Regions from separate parts of the Mus musculus genome. Here all the other regions are linked to region 4. A link is a contact called in public capture Hi-C and promoter capture Hi-C data. All regions are on one chromosome and are shown on one strand. Each heading gives the region's core, a stretch centred on a gene start, on an enhancer-like site or on the middle of the called end of the contact. The rest is flanking DNA. Distances are from core to core; before and after follow the strand shown. Region 1 holds the start of Clec4a1 (C-type lectin domain family 4, member a1). Region 2 holds the start of Clec4a3 (C-type lectin domain family 4, member a3). Region 3 holds the start of Clec4a4 (C-type lectin domain family 4, member a4). Region 4 holds the start of Clec4d (C-type lectin domain family 4, member d).

Region 1 (2,885 bases), core at 54-2,553, 340 kb after region 4:
AAAGAAGAAGAGAGTAGTGGGGAGGAAGAGGCAAATGTCACAGCTGCTTTCACACTTGGTGAACTTAGATGTGTGGTGTGTATGTGTGTGTGAATGTATTTGTGTATGTATGTGTGAGTGCTGGTGTGTATGTGTGTTTGTTTATGTGGGTGTGGGTATGTGTGCATGTATGTGTGAATGCATGTATTGTGTATGCTGGTGTGTGTGTATGCTTCTGTGTGTGTGTATGCATTTGTGTGGAGATATATGAGTGTGTTGGTGTGTGGGTGAGTATGCATTTATGTATGTGTGCACATGTATATTCGTGTGTGTGTGCATTTGTGTGAGGAGTGTGTGTGTGTGTGTATGTGTGTGTGTGTGTGTGTGTGCGTGCGCGCACATGTGTGTAGAAATAGATATGTGCCATGAAAGCAGAAGGGAGGAATATTTCAGAAAGAGGAAGGGATGATCAAGAGAGCAAGGAGAGAGAATGGGATAGGGTTAGGGATGTACACAAGGGATAGTGATGTCTGTATAAAATGCCAAAATGAATCAAATGGTTGGCTTACACGCTAGCTAAAAATTAAATAAAATTCTCTCAGAAATAGTATAGACCCTAGTAACTCTAGCAATAGAACTTATACTCAGCAAGGATGAGGCCCTGCTTCCTGTCCCCAGTATGGGTGGAGAAAGGGACACTGAAACTCCCCTTCAAGATAAAACTATCCCCCAAATATCAATATCTGAAAGTTATGACATGCTGGTAAGTAAACAGAAAACAAAGTAATAGATAACATTATTTTCACAGGTAAAGTATCGTTTTACATACATAAAAAACATGCAGTAGAACTCAAACTTTCTCTAAAGACAGTATCCTGAACTCATTTCTTTGCCCAGTACAAGGCAAAGCCTTTCAAAGCTACTTGACAGACAGTTGAACCTGCTGAATTATCTCCTGTCTCACACCACAGCCTCTGAGACAGCCAGCACCAACATCCCGCAGGCCTTGTTCGTAAACACCTTCTTTCATTTCACCATTAGCTTAGAACACCAGAAAATGATTCACTGTTCTGGGGGTGCAGGAAGGTTTACCTGAAGACGAGTCTGAGACGGTACATGAAGACGAGTCTGAGATGAGGCCTGAGGAAACAGGTTGATTTTTGAAGTTCACGTCAGTATAAATGTTTGGTAATGCCATATTGAGAAGAGACCTGCTTTCTTCAGAGAACCTGTGTCAGTCTTAATACACTTAATATAAACGAGAAATAAACATGGTAAGGATTAATCCAGCATCCAGGATAAGGTGCAGAGACACTTAATGGGCAAGTACCTCTGAGAGTACAGCATGAAAATTTAAAACCACAGGGTGGAACTCTCTGGGCCACAGAGGGCTGATCCCCACAACCAGAAAAAAAAAAAAAAAAAAAAAAAAACAGAATTGCAAGCTTCAAACGCATTTGTCATGGATATGCAAACACTGTGGACACTGTGGCCTGAACAGGGAAGAGGAAGAAAAGTGGCAAGGAAAGGAAAAAGAGGAACCAGGCATTAGAGAAGTTTCCCCTGAAACCGGTGCTCTCAGCACTCCACAGCAGAGTTTGGGCATTTCCACACACAAACGTGATTTCTGCAACCAACATGAGCTAAAGCTGCCTATAGGGAGAAACAACATTCACTCTAGCCAAACAGCCGAGTTCTGACCTCTCCATTCTAAGAGGGTCCTTGACCTTGGCATCTTTCTGGCTCTTCAGAATGTGCACCACTGTAAGACAGGGCAGATTTCCAAAGTCTGCAACCTGTGTTCCTTCATCTTGGGAGTGAGGAGCTCCTAAAAACCAAGCCAAAGCCCTGGGATGGCTCTGGACTTTGTCTTCTGCTGTGTCGAGTTCCCACCTCTTCTAGCAGTTCTTCTGCTTTCTCCAGATTCCCTGGGAGACTCTGGAGGCTGGCAGACTGTGCCTGGCTGTCATCTACCATCTTCACTCATGCTATGTGCTGCTTTTTAGAGTGTGCGCGCACACACACACACTGCCCCGTATGCATGCTCCCTACACAGACCCTGAGATCATTTCTCCCGAGTGTCTCAAGTTTGTTCTATATCTTCTCAGGAACATGAGAAGCTCAAGGCACTGGGAGATTAAACCTTATGTGTCTTACCTACGGAGTCAACACAGTTCTTCACAACTCAGGAATAGGAGGATATGCTTTGTCAAGCTTGGCTGTGAAGCATGGATGCGCACACAATCACATACATGCCTGCAACGCACATACCACAGCATCGAGACGCTGTGGGCTGCAAGGAGCAGGCCCTCCTTCAGTAATGTGGCAAAGTTGCAATTGACAAGAGAAGCCACAGAAAAATTAGATACCTGAGGAGAAAAAGGCCAAATGCTAGGAAATCAGCAGCATTCTTAAAATAGCTGAAGGATCAGAAACAAACATTAGGTCATTTAAACTGAGTGCTGTGAAATAGTTTAAAAGATATCCACATAACTAGCTCAGAATAAACCAATGAACCATCCACCAATCCAAGGGAGGCCCAGCCCCAGGAGAACTCACCAGCAGCCACCCAAGAAGGCAGTGATGGATGGTGAGACACAAGGGGCCTGTGCAGGTACCTGGTGCCAATATGTAGAATTTCTCCAGAGAAAAAGAACCATCCTGGGACCCCACATTCAAGTGCCCAAAACTGTCAACCCAAAGTCACAGCTCTTACCACAAGGGAAGTAAGTAACAGTTTATTCTGGAGTCAAATATGAGTGACACTGATGTGGAGATACAGGGTCCTACTCTTCCCAATGCCGTGTTCTAGTGTGCTGCTGACATTCATAAAGTCTTTATAGTTGTGGAAGGAAGCAGAGGCAGTAATTGTCCCCAATGAGAGTAACTTGGAAGAAATGTAAGAA
Region 2 (2,961 bases), core at 416-2,915, 310 kb after region 4:
TCCATCATTTTTACAGGACAGTAATTCTGAGACAGATCAAAATTTCCAATACTTTCTATCGCCCCAGAATAGGTTTCTTTCCCAGGTTTCTGGATAGCTGTCTGTCTAATAGCTACTTCTCTCCTTGCTTACTTGTTCCTCTGTACTTGTACTTACTGATCAGAGCACCGGAGAATAAGATTGTCAACAGCAGGAAATAGATTATGAGTGAGGTAAAGAGGACCTTAGAGAATTTGTGACAACTTTTCTGAGACGTGTTCTTCCTTTGGGGAGCTGAAAGACAAACAAAATTCATTTCTTGAGTTCTGTTATTTCCTCTTCTTTTTCCTATTCTGTTGCTGTGCCTGATAAACACTAATAATGTGATGTTTGAAATAATAAGAGAATGTAAATATGAAACAATCATGTTAATTTTAGAAACATTCCAAAATATAGAATAATTCATTCTTAACATTGAGGATAATTGTCGCCAATATTTGATATTCATTTTCCAACACGTTTAAAACTTTCACACATAAATTCATATTTTCTGCAATTGGCACATCATAAATACTGATTTGTGGCTTTTTTTTTTTCATTAAATCGTGAATTTTTTCCTTTATAATTTTTGTATTATTTCTGAGACAGAGTCTTGGTATGTTCCCAAGGTAGACCTTGAATTCATTATGTAATCCAAGCTGGCCCCAAACTTATAGCAATCCTCTGTCTCAGCCTCCTGAGTTTTGCTACTACAGACATGGGGTGAAACATCCAACCATTTTTTTTAATATCATCATGTCTTCTTTATCAGTTTTATAATGACTGCAGAGTATTTCATCTTATACTTTTAAAGTCTTACTTCCAACTGCAAAGAATGTGATAGTCAAGAAGTATTTGTAAACCTTTGTATACCTTTATGGTAACAATCGCTACATTTTTAGTCACCACTTCTAAAAGAGTTACAATACTTTCCAACCATGTGTAAGGTCCTGCTTTCAGTCTCCATCACTGGGATGAAAAGAGTGAAAGAAGCTATGCAACACTTAGATACCAAACAAACTATGCTATGTTATCAAATAGAGAGTGGGGAATTATTATACAGTAGCCTAACTTTTGAAACAATATGGTACACATATTTATGTGTATCTACATGTAGAAAAGATACAATATACTCGTATGGTATTATTTTTCTCTAGATGGTAAAAGTAAAGACAACACTTTCTCTTCTCCACTGTACAATCCTATGACCTTCCATGTCTGTCTACAGGCAACACACTTGGCTGAGGCTCCAGGGACCTGCAGGCATAGCCGCATCTAAGACCATCTGTCTTTGTCCTTTACCGAATCACTAACTGGGAGCAGCAGAAAATGCTTTCTTACCTGGCCAAGAGTCTGTGTCGATGTCTGAGGAGTCAACTTTATTTTTGAAGTTCGTGTTAACATAAATGTTTTCTGAAAACATGTTGAGATGAAAGTTTCCCCTGCCCTCAGAAGATGTGTGTCATCCCGTCTTTAAAATATCTCCTGAACAAGAAACAAACGTGACAGCAAATAATCCTGACACCAGCTAGAAATGAGAGGCAGTAACAGACAGCTGCCCTCAGCTTGCAGCACTCCCCTGGCCTGCAAAGGGAGTATCGCGGACAGAAAATGCATTCCGTCCAATCATAGAATTACAGCTATACCAAGAACCCAGTGGGTGAGAGAAGAAAACAGGAAGGAATGAAAAAGAGGAACCAGGGCATTAGAGAAGTCAAACTCCCTACGGAGTTGAGATTCTGACACTCACCCTGAGGCACCCTCCGCAATCAGGCCTCCTTTACCCAGCATGTGCCAAGTTCTACTCGTGATCTCTGAAGAGCTGCCAGTGGGTCTTCCTGAGTCTCTAGCACCACACTCAAGTCCCTGTCACGGACAGAAGCATTCTTCATCCCAAAGGCACCTAGTACACACCCTAGACTGTGGCACCACGCAGGGACAGTCTCTTCACCCTTCTCAGTCTCTGGAAACCGTTCCAGCACTGCCTTATGCATGGGCACTCTCTTTAACCTGCCTGGGTTCTGACAGGCCATTTCCTCCACATCCTAGCAAGGATTCTCTCTTTATCTTGAAAGTCGCTGAGTTTCCAGCTTGTATTCTCCACTGTCAGTCACATCCTGTGCCTCGCCTAGCTCCTGAAACCCATGCCTGGTTTGTGAGAAAGGTCCAGCCATCCGGTTTAGTCTCGGAATCTCAGCCTGATTTGGAGCCAAAACTATGCACGGTCCCCATCCTCCCAAATGCCAAGGTATCATCCCACGCTGCTCCTTGAGGACCCTCTGCTCACTCGTTTGGGGTTCTGACTTCCTGTGAGAAGTGCCCCAAGCATGGGTGCCTGCCTCACCCTATTTGAGTTCAGACTCCTCACCTGCCCGCTGTCAGACACAGCTGCCCTCCTCACCTCTCAGGTTTGTGGACCCACCCCCAAGGCCATGCGCTTTCTCATCAGCATGCCAATATTCCCCTCACCGCTTAGGGCTTCAGTTCTGCCATCAAGCCAGCCCTCTGCACAGTCAGATCATCGCATCCTACTATGGACACCTGCCCTGACTGAAATTGAATTATTTAGTAAGCAAAGAGAAAAATCACATTTTTAAAGGATAGAAGAAGGGCAAGAAAATTCGTAGTTCTCTGTACGAGGTTCCGGGACGCAGTGATTCATGGACACATACCCTCTCGCCTGTAATTGCTCGCTCCCAGAGACCATCCTTCAAGCTCCTTATGCAAAAGTGAGTTCTAAAATTGCCGCTATCTCCCTAGGGGAAAAATTCACATTGTGAGCTAACTACACTGTGTCATCCACAGTCCCGTACCCAGCTGGCTTATAGCAGCAAGCACTTATTTCTCAATCACAGTTTATTTGTGCTTAGGATCTGCATACGGATGACTGTAGTGATGCTTCGTCATTCTGGAGCCAAGGCCACAGAGCAATTGAACATGCAT
Region 3 (3,149 bases), core at 285-2,784, 270 kb after region 4:
CATTGATGTGTGCAGGATACTTACTGATAAAAGCAACTAAGAATGTGATTGCCAGCAGCAGGAGAAGTAGCATCAGGGATGTAAGAAGCAGTGAGGGGGAACCAGGCTTTCTTAGATCACGGATAGGTTTCTCTCTGGGAGCTAGAAGGAGAAGCACATTCATTTCATGAGAAATAAGTCCATCCTTGTTTCTTCTTTTCCACACTTCTTTTTTCCCATTTTGTCTAGGATACATAATTTACTAATAGTATGAACATTTCAAGTAACAGAAAAATAAAAGCACAAACTTACACTGTTGAAATAACTGATATTAATATTTTGAGATCTGAAAAATATATATGTGTGTGTATATACATATATATGTGTATATATGTATATATATGTACATATATATATATATATATATATATATATATATATATATATATATATATATGAAAATACTTGGTTCATAGCCTTTCATGGAGGTGTGTGTGTGTGTGTGTGTGTGTGTGTGTGTGTGTGTGTGTGTGTGTGTGTGAAGGGAAGTGTAATGAGGTAGGATCTCACTGTGTAGTACTGGATGGTCTGCAACTCATTATGTAGACCAGACTGGGCTCAAATCTTCAGTGATCCTCCTGCCTCTGCCTCCTCAGTGCTGGAATTAGGCCAATCCTGGCCCTTGCAGTAAATCTTAAAGTATGTGCATATAAAGTGTTTTCCTGCATGATGACCCAACATAAATAGTGCCACCTGGCCTACAACTTTTCTTTACATTAGTATTGTAAATACATTTTCATTTCACTATGTTTTCTTAGTGTTCTTTATTATAGATTCAGCACTGTATACATAAATAACTTCCAAACTGCCAAAATATTAAAGACACATATACAATAACAGATAAATATTTCTATTCATAGTCCATCACTTTAGCATAATGTCTGTCTGCTAGCCACCACCACATGGCTGGAAACTTCATGGAGGAAGGTACAATTTAGTGGCACAGCAACTAGCCATCAAGTGAGAGGTTCTTCTGTGATCTATAGTATAAATGAAAAAGTTCCTTCAAGATAAAATCTCAACACAGAAACAGTTTTCATGAAGTTACAAAATACTGTCAAACATAGAAGGTAGAGATCACTATTAAACAATATGACTTCATTTTCAGAAAAAAAATGTATTTATGCTCATTTGTATAGAGCAGTAAATGCAGCAAGATTCAAGGTTTAGTTTCTGTAAATGGCAAGAGCAAAAAACATTCTGAGAAAGCTTTTCCTTCCCACTATAAAACTGTCCAGCTCTTCAAGTTGATCTACAAATAGTTTAAACAACTAAGACTCCAGTAAAATACCAGATGGGAGCGCTCAAAGAATCATTCACAAATACCACCTAACTTTGCTAGTGGCCATTCCTTTATCCTCCAGTCTACATAAGTACAGAAAGGTGGTTTTGTTTCCTTTTGTTTTGTTTTACCTGCAGGACATTTTGAGTAGGTGTCCAAGGAGTCGGATTCATTCGTGATCCTCACTTCTGCATAAGTGATTTCTGAAGCCATTTCAAGAAAAGACCTGCCTCCCTCAGAAAGCACAACTCATTCTCTCTCTAAGGCTCTGTAGTATGTGAGAACCAATTGCAGCAACAGGTTGTCATGTCACACAATTGTATGAAAGAAGAGGCATGTCTCACTAGGTTAAACCACATGAGAACAAGAAACCACAGCACGGAATCACTCAGGTCACACAGGGGAAATCCAACCTCTTAATACAAGAAAATAAGAATTGTAGCCCTCAAACCCACTCAGCGAGGTATGCAAGGACTGCAAAGTGGGAACTCAAAGGGGGAAGAAAAGAAATAGGAAGGAGAAGAAAAGAGGAACCATGCTATTAGAGAACTCTATCCTAAGACACAGCAAACATAAACTCGCGCAGTTCTATATGCAAACCAGTTTTCCTTTTTTTTAAGGAAAACCAGACAAAATGGGCAAACACTTAAGACATGACATTGATTTTGACTGAAGAAACAAATTGTGATATCACATTCTAGAGGATCGTTGTCCCTCACTGCCACGCACTTCAGTCGAGTCAGCTTGACAGACTGTGAAGCCTAAAAGCCACTCACAAGGCAGAGAGTTTCAAGGAAGCTCACCTCCTGGAGTTTATCCATATACTCTATTCCTGCGTTAGTCTGGTGTATGGATCTATGAGCTCTCTTTTAATATTTTATTATAAATACCTTTTAAGATTAAATTATGTTATAGTTAGTCTCCCCAGTGTTCCAAGATCCCAGAAGCGGCCAGAGCTTAAAATCCTGTGAGAAGGCAGTAAGGAAGTTAGCCTATTCAGTAACTAATTAAGCATTACAATAGACAGAGCCAGTGGCTCAACTGGTCTGCAGAAAGAGCCAGAGAATCTCTCCAAGATAGAAATCTTCAGTAAGGCTACATTGAATATTAAAAGCAAGTTGGTATATTCTCCTGACAACTGGAGATTCTCCAGATACTTAAAAGTTACACTCATATAAGAATTTAGCAAGGCCTAGGAAATTAGGTGGGTTGTGATATTACATTATTCTTGAGGTCTGCCAAGAGCAGAACCCCCTGGTGCTAGCCTTCACAAGGTTCACAGGTATAACACTAAAGTGTAAAATCCTTGCCTGTCACTAAGCTGACCCTAGACAGGACTGCTTTATCTTTACTGTAAACATTTACCTGGTTCCTGTAAATCCTTTTAAAGTCATTCCTTTGTTTTGTACCTGGTAACTTCAATGTACCTTGCCTGCTGTGACTTCCGACCCTTGTATTTTCTGTACTATAAAAAGTTTGATGCTCAACCTGACAAATACATTCAGATTCTACACAACCTCTCCTGTGTACATCTGTCTGTCATATCATCCAATGCTTTGCCCACCTGCGACTAGAGACCCGTTCCACGCAGACATAGGGATCAGAGGGTCTGCGACACCTCACCATTGTGTGGGATCCCACTTTTCTCTCAGCTGCCTACAGTATTGGGAAGGCAAAGCTCATATCCTGTTTCTTCTGAAGCTGATCCTCTGAACACTCTGCCTCCTGCCACAGGTACATAACTACCTGCATGGGGACTCTCCACTCACTTTGATATTGGTCACATCTAGAGCTCCTGAAACAGCTCTGGATAGTAGCTTGTGGGAGG
Region 4 (3,111 bases), core at 382-2,881:
GTGGAGCACTTACTTCTCTAGCATGTGGTAGACACTGCTTCCAGTCTCCAACACAAAATAGTAACCAAAAACAAGCAAGCAGAACACACACACAAACACACACACAAACAAACAAGAAAACAAAACAACCAGGTTTTTTGATAGAGCATGGTCCTGGTGAAGTTAGCTCTAGTAGACTGGTGAGATTAAGCAAGATTTAAATTGTAAGCATAATTTAACATTTTCCAATGTATTTATTACTATAACATCTTTTATTTATTACTTGGTAATTTCAAACATCTAGGCACTGTATCTTGATCATTACCATCCTCAAGCTCCACCCCCATCTCACCCTCCCCCTCCCATCCCCAGGAATCCCCTACATGTTCCCACTTCCCTTTTCACGTTCTCTCCTTTGCTGCCTTGTCTCTGTAATCCACTCAGTCCACTAAGTGCTGTCTACTGGAATGTTGACTGATCTTGTTAGTTTAATCTTATGCCAAGTCTTGTGCAGGTGACAATAGCTACTAGGAGTTCATGGCTGCAATGGCCATGTCTTATCCAAAAGATGTATCAATAGCTTGCTTATAAGTAATATAATATAATTACTATAATAAAGCATTATTTCACAGTCTCACAGTGCAGATCCAGTAGCATCCTTTAAATCAATCGGGAAACCAGGGAGAGTCTCTGGCATACTATGAGCCTACATCTATATGTTCTATGTACTATTTTTCTCTCTTCTTGTCAAAGGAATCTTCCAAAGTATTTAATTCTCCTTTTCATTTTATCTCATTTCTTTTTAAAATATACTTTATCTCCCCTCTTGCTTCTATCTGATTTTAGGATCTCCTTTCCTTGGTCTTAGCATCTGTTACACAGCTTACCAGGAATCAGCCATGTCCTTTGTCTCCATCAAGGCCATCCTCATTGTGTTCTAATACCCCTCTTCTTAAATCTTTACACTGCCATCAATTCACATTTTAAAATTATAGTCATGAGTACTTAATCTAGTTAAATGTGAAAAGGGCTGAGCATGATCACATATCAACTAAAGACTCAGCCCTCAAAAGTTGGAAGAAAGGAGGTCAAGTCTGAGGCAATCCCAGGCTACACAGAAAATTCAAGACCAGCCTGTGCTACGTAACAAAACTTTATCTTGAAGAAGGAAGAGTTAAGAGAAAGAGGGGCGAAAGACAAGGAGGAAGAGGAGGACCATGGGAAGAAAGGAAGGGGAGAAGAGAAAGAAAGTAGGAGGGGGAAGTGGATGGGTGGATAAATGATTGATAGATAGGTAGATAAATAGATAGATAGATAGATAGATAGATAGATAGATAGATAGATAGACAGACAGACAGACAGATAGACAGATAGACAGATAAAGAGAGAGACTCACATTTCATTTGGGATTCTTCCAGCCACATTATGTGTGTCAAGAGATTCCAGTCTGCTTTTTACTTCTTGCCCAGAGTGTATATTTCCATCACAAGTATCTCTTCAGAAACATTTAAGATTGGACATCAATACATCTGTCTTATTCTGGTAAGATCAGTAAGTGTTCAGTACAAGAGAGCCAAGTGAAAAAGAATAAATCTTAAAAACAGAGTTTCCTCTAATGTACTAGAACACAGGGAGCAAAGAGGAAAAGGAAATTGAGAAAGCAACCCCAAAGCCAGTAAAAACTTCCAGAAGTGTGTCATGTAAGATTTCTCAATGTGTTTTTGCTACTCATATGTCATGTTTTCAAAGGTAGTTTGAGGTAAAATGAGGCTTAGAAAGTTCTCTAGCTCAATGAAATATGTCCAAAATAACAATGAACAAAGCTTTTAACATAGATTTTGTGCACATGGTGCATGTAAAGACATGAAATCCTTTGCTTTAGAACAGAGGAAGAAGTTGGTGAAGCCACTGATTAGATTTCAACATTTTCTCAGGTAAGTGAAAGTAGGCTTGTTACGGCAAAGGAAGAAAAGGTTGTATGATAGACACTATTGTGATCTCTGGTTCCACCTACAGGATTATTAAAGAATGGACATTTGTGTTCCTCCAAACTTTATTCGTTGAAGCCATAAACACTTCTGTTGGTGTTTAAAGGTGGAACCCAGGGAGGTCACTAGAGTTAGCTAAGTTCGTAAGTGGGGAGTCCTTATGATAAAACTACCATGCTTAGAACTCTGTCTCCTCTCACCCTCGTCTCATCTCTCTCCTCTTTCTTCTCTCTTCTCTCCTCTCTCCTCTCCCCTCTCCCTAGTCCCTTCTCTCCTCTACCCTCTCCTTACTCCTTCTCCTTTCCCCAACCCCTTCTAGAATACTGGGACACAGCAAGAGAGCAGCCTTCTCCAAGCTTAGAGAAGGGATCCCACCACAAAGAGACCTTGCACATATAGCCCCCATATATTCATGAGAATAAATATATACCATGCATCTATAGCACTGTTGTTGTGTCTGAACTCAATTATCATAAATACCCAGCAGCTTAGAAATGTTTCTTAAAGTCTATTGTACAGCATATAACACCTTTCCTGATTTTTTTTTTCCTTAGCGTCATAGGAGGCTTGGAGAAAGTAAGATCTGAGTTCTTATTGTGTATTATTCTTGTGTCAAAATTAGCAAAGTGATGGGCCTGTTGGCTAAATTCCATAATTTTCCTAGATAACAGACAGCAAGTTTATCAAGGGGGAAGCAGCAACAAAATCAGAAACAAAACTGAAAATCAGATTCTAAGCTAAGAAATCTTTACAAATGGTAAAAGGCAAAATGGACATCTTGATAGGTCTCCAAAAACAAATTTAACTTCAGTTAACAAAAATAATTTATTTCATTATGACAATGAAATATTTGATTATTATTTGAATGTATAAGGCTCACTATGGATTCACAATTATTCAGAGAATAAATAATTCATATGTCATAAAACATAAATAAATGTTATAGATGTCATCCGTTTTCAATGGATCTCATTCATCAAATAATTATGATTATGCACATTAAAATATGTATTATTTTCTTAAATGAAGACTACATACATATTTCCAGTATAGCTATATAGTGTTTTGTTTTTGTAAAATTAAATAACAGATACAAGAAATTATAAGGCAAGCGATTGTGGGCAGATGAGTCCATTCTGTACTC

What was found. Promoter capture Hi-C pulls out the DNA fragments that hold promoters and counts their contacts. Capture Hi-C pulls out chosen DNA fragments and counts their contacts.
Region 1: a contact with region 4 is called in a capture Hi-C map of macrophages, with 5 times the contacts expected there. The contact joins the promoter of Clec4a1 here to the promoter of Clec4d in region 4. A contact is called at or near these places in 15 of 39 promoter capture datasets (the 3T3-L1 cell line, the C10 cell line, the HPC-7 cell line and 9 more), 1 of 484 Hi-C or Micro-C datasets (bone marrow-derived macrophages), 7 of 115 datasets of contacts at active chromatin or transcription factors (acute myeloid leukemia, bone marrow-derived dendritic cells, bone marrow-derived macrophages and 1 more) and 4 of 9 other capture datasets (bone marrow-derived macrophages, embryonic stem cells, liver and 1 more).
Region 2: a contact with region 4 is called in a promoter capture Hi-C map of macrophages, with 7 read pairs. The contact joins the promoter of Clec4a3 here to the promoter of Clec4d in region 4. A contact is called at or near these places in 10 of 39 promoter capture datasets (the C10 cell line, cranial neural crest, embryonic stem cells and 5 more), 2 of 484 Hi-C or Micro-C datasets (bone marrow-derived macrophages and peritoneal macrophages), 4 of 115 datasets of contacts at active chromatin or transcription factors (the HPC-7 cell line, bone marrow-derived dendritic cells and bone marrow-derived macrophages) and 3 of 9 other capture datasets (adipose tissue, liver and macrophages).
Region 3: a contact with region 4 is called in a promoter capture Hi-C map of liver, with 3 times the contacts expected there. The contact joins the promoter of Clec4a4 here to the promoter of Clec4d in region 4. A contact is called at or near these places in 5 of 39 promoter capture datasets (the C10 cell line, embryonic stem cells, macrophages and 1 more), 1 of 484 Hi-C or Micro-C datasets (bone marrow-derived macrophages), 3 of 115 datasets of contacts at active chromatin or transcription factors (the HPC-7 cell line and bone marrow-derived macrophages) and 4 of 9 other capture datasets (adipose tissue, bone marrow-derived macrophages, liver and 1 more).

What each region holds. Positions count from the first base shown.
Region 1 is chr6:122,920,266-122,923,150 of GRCm38.p6, reverse strand. Clec4a1 (C-type lectin domain family 4, member a1) reads right to left here and starts at 1,303. Exons shown (of 6, transcript NM_199311.2): 1 at 1,072-1,303. The coding sequence starts at 1,177.
Region 2 is chr6:122,951,348-122,954,308 of GRCm38.p6, reverse strand. Clec4a3 (C-type lectin domain family 4, member a3) reads right to left here and starts at 1,665. Exons shown (of 6, transcript NM_153197.4): 1 at 1,360-1,665; 2 at 157-273. The coding sequence starts at 1,441.
Region 3 is chr6:122,988,752-122,991,900 of GRCm38.p6, reverse strand. Clec4a4 (C-type lectin domain family 4, member a4) reads right to left here and starts at 1,534. Exons shown (of 6, transcript NM_001005860.2): 1 at 1,453-1,534; 2 at 25-141. The coding sequence starts at 1,534.
Region 4 is chr6:123,260,627-123,263,737 of GRCm38.p6, reverse strand. Clec4d (C-type lectin domain family 4, member d) reads right to left here and starts at 1,631. Exons shown (of 6, transcript NM_010819.4): 1 at 1,376-1,631. The coding sequence starts at 1,403.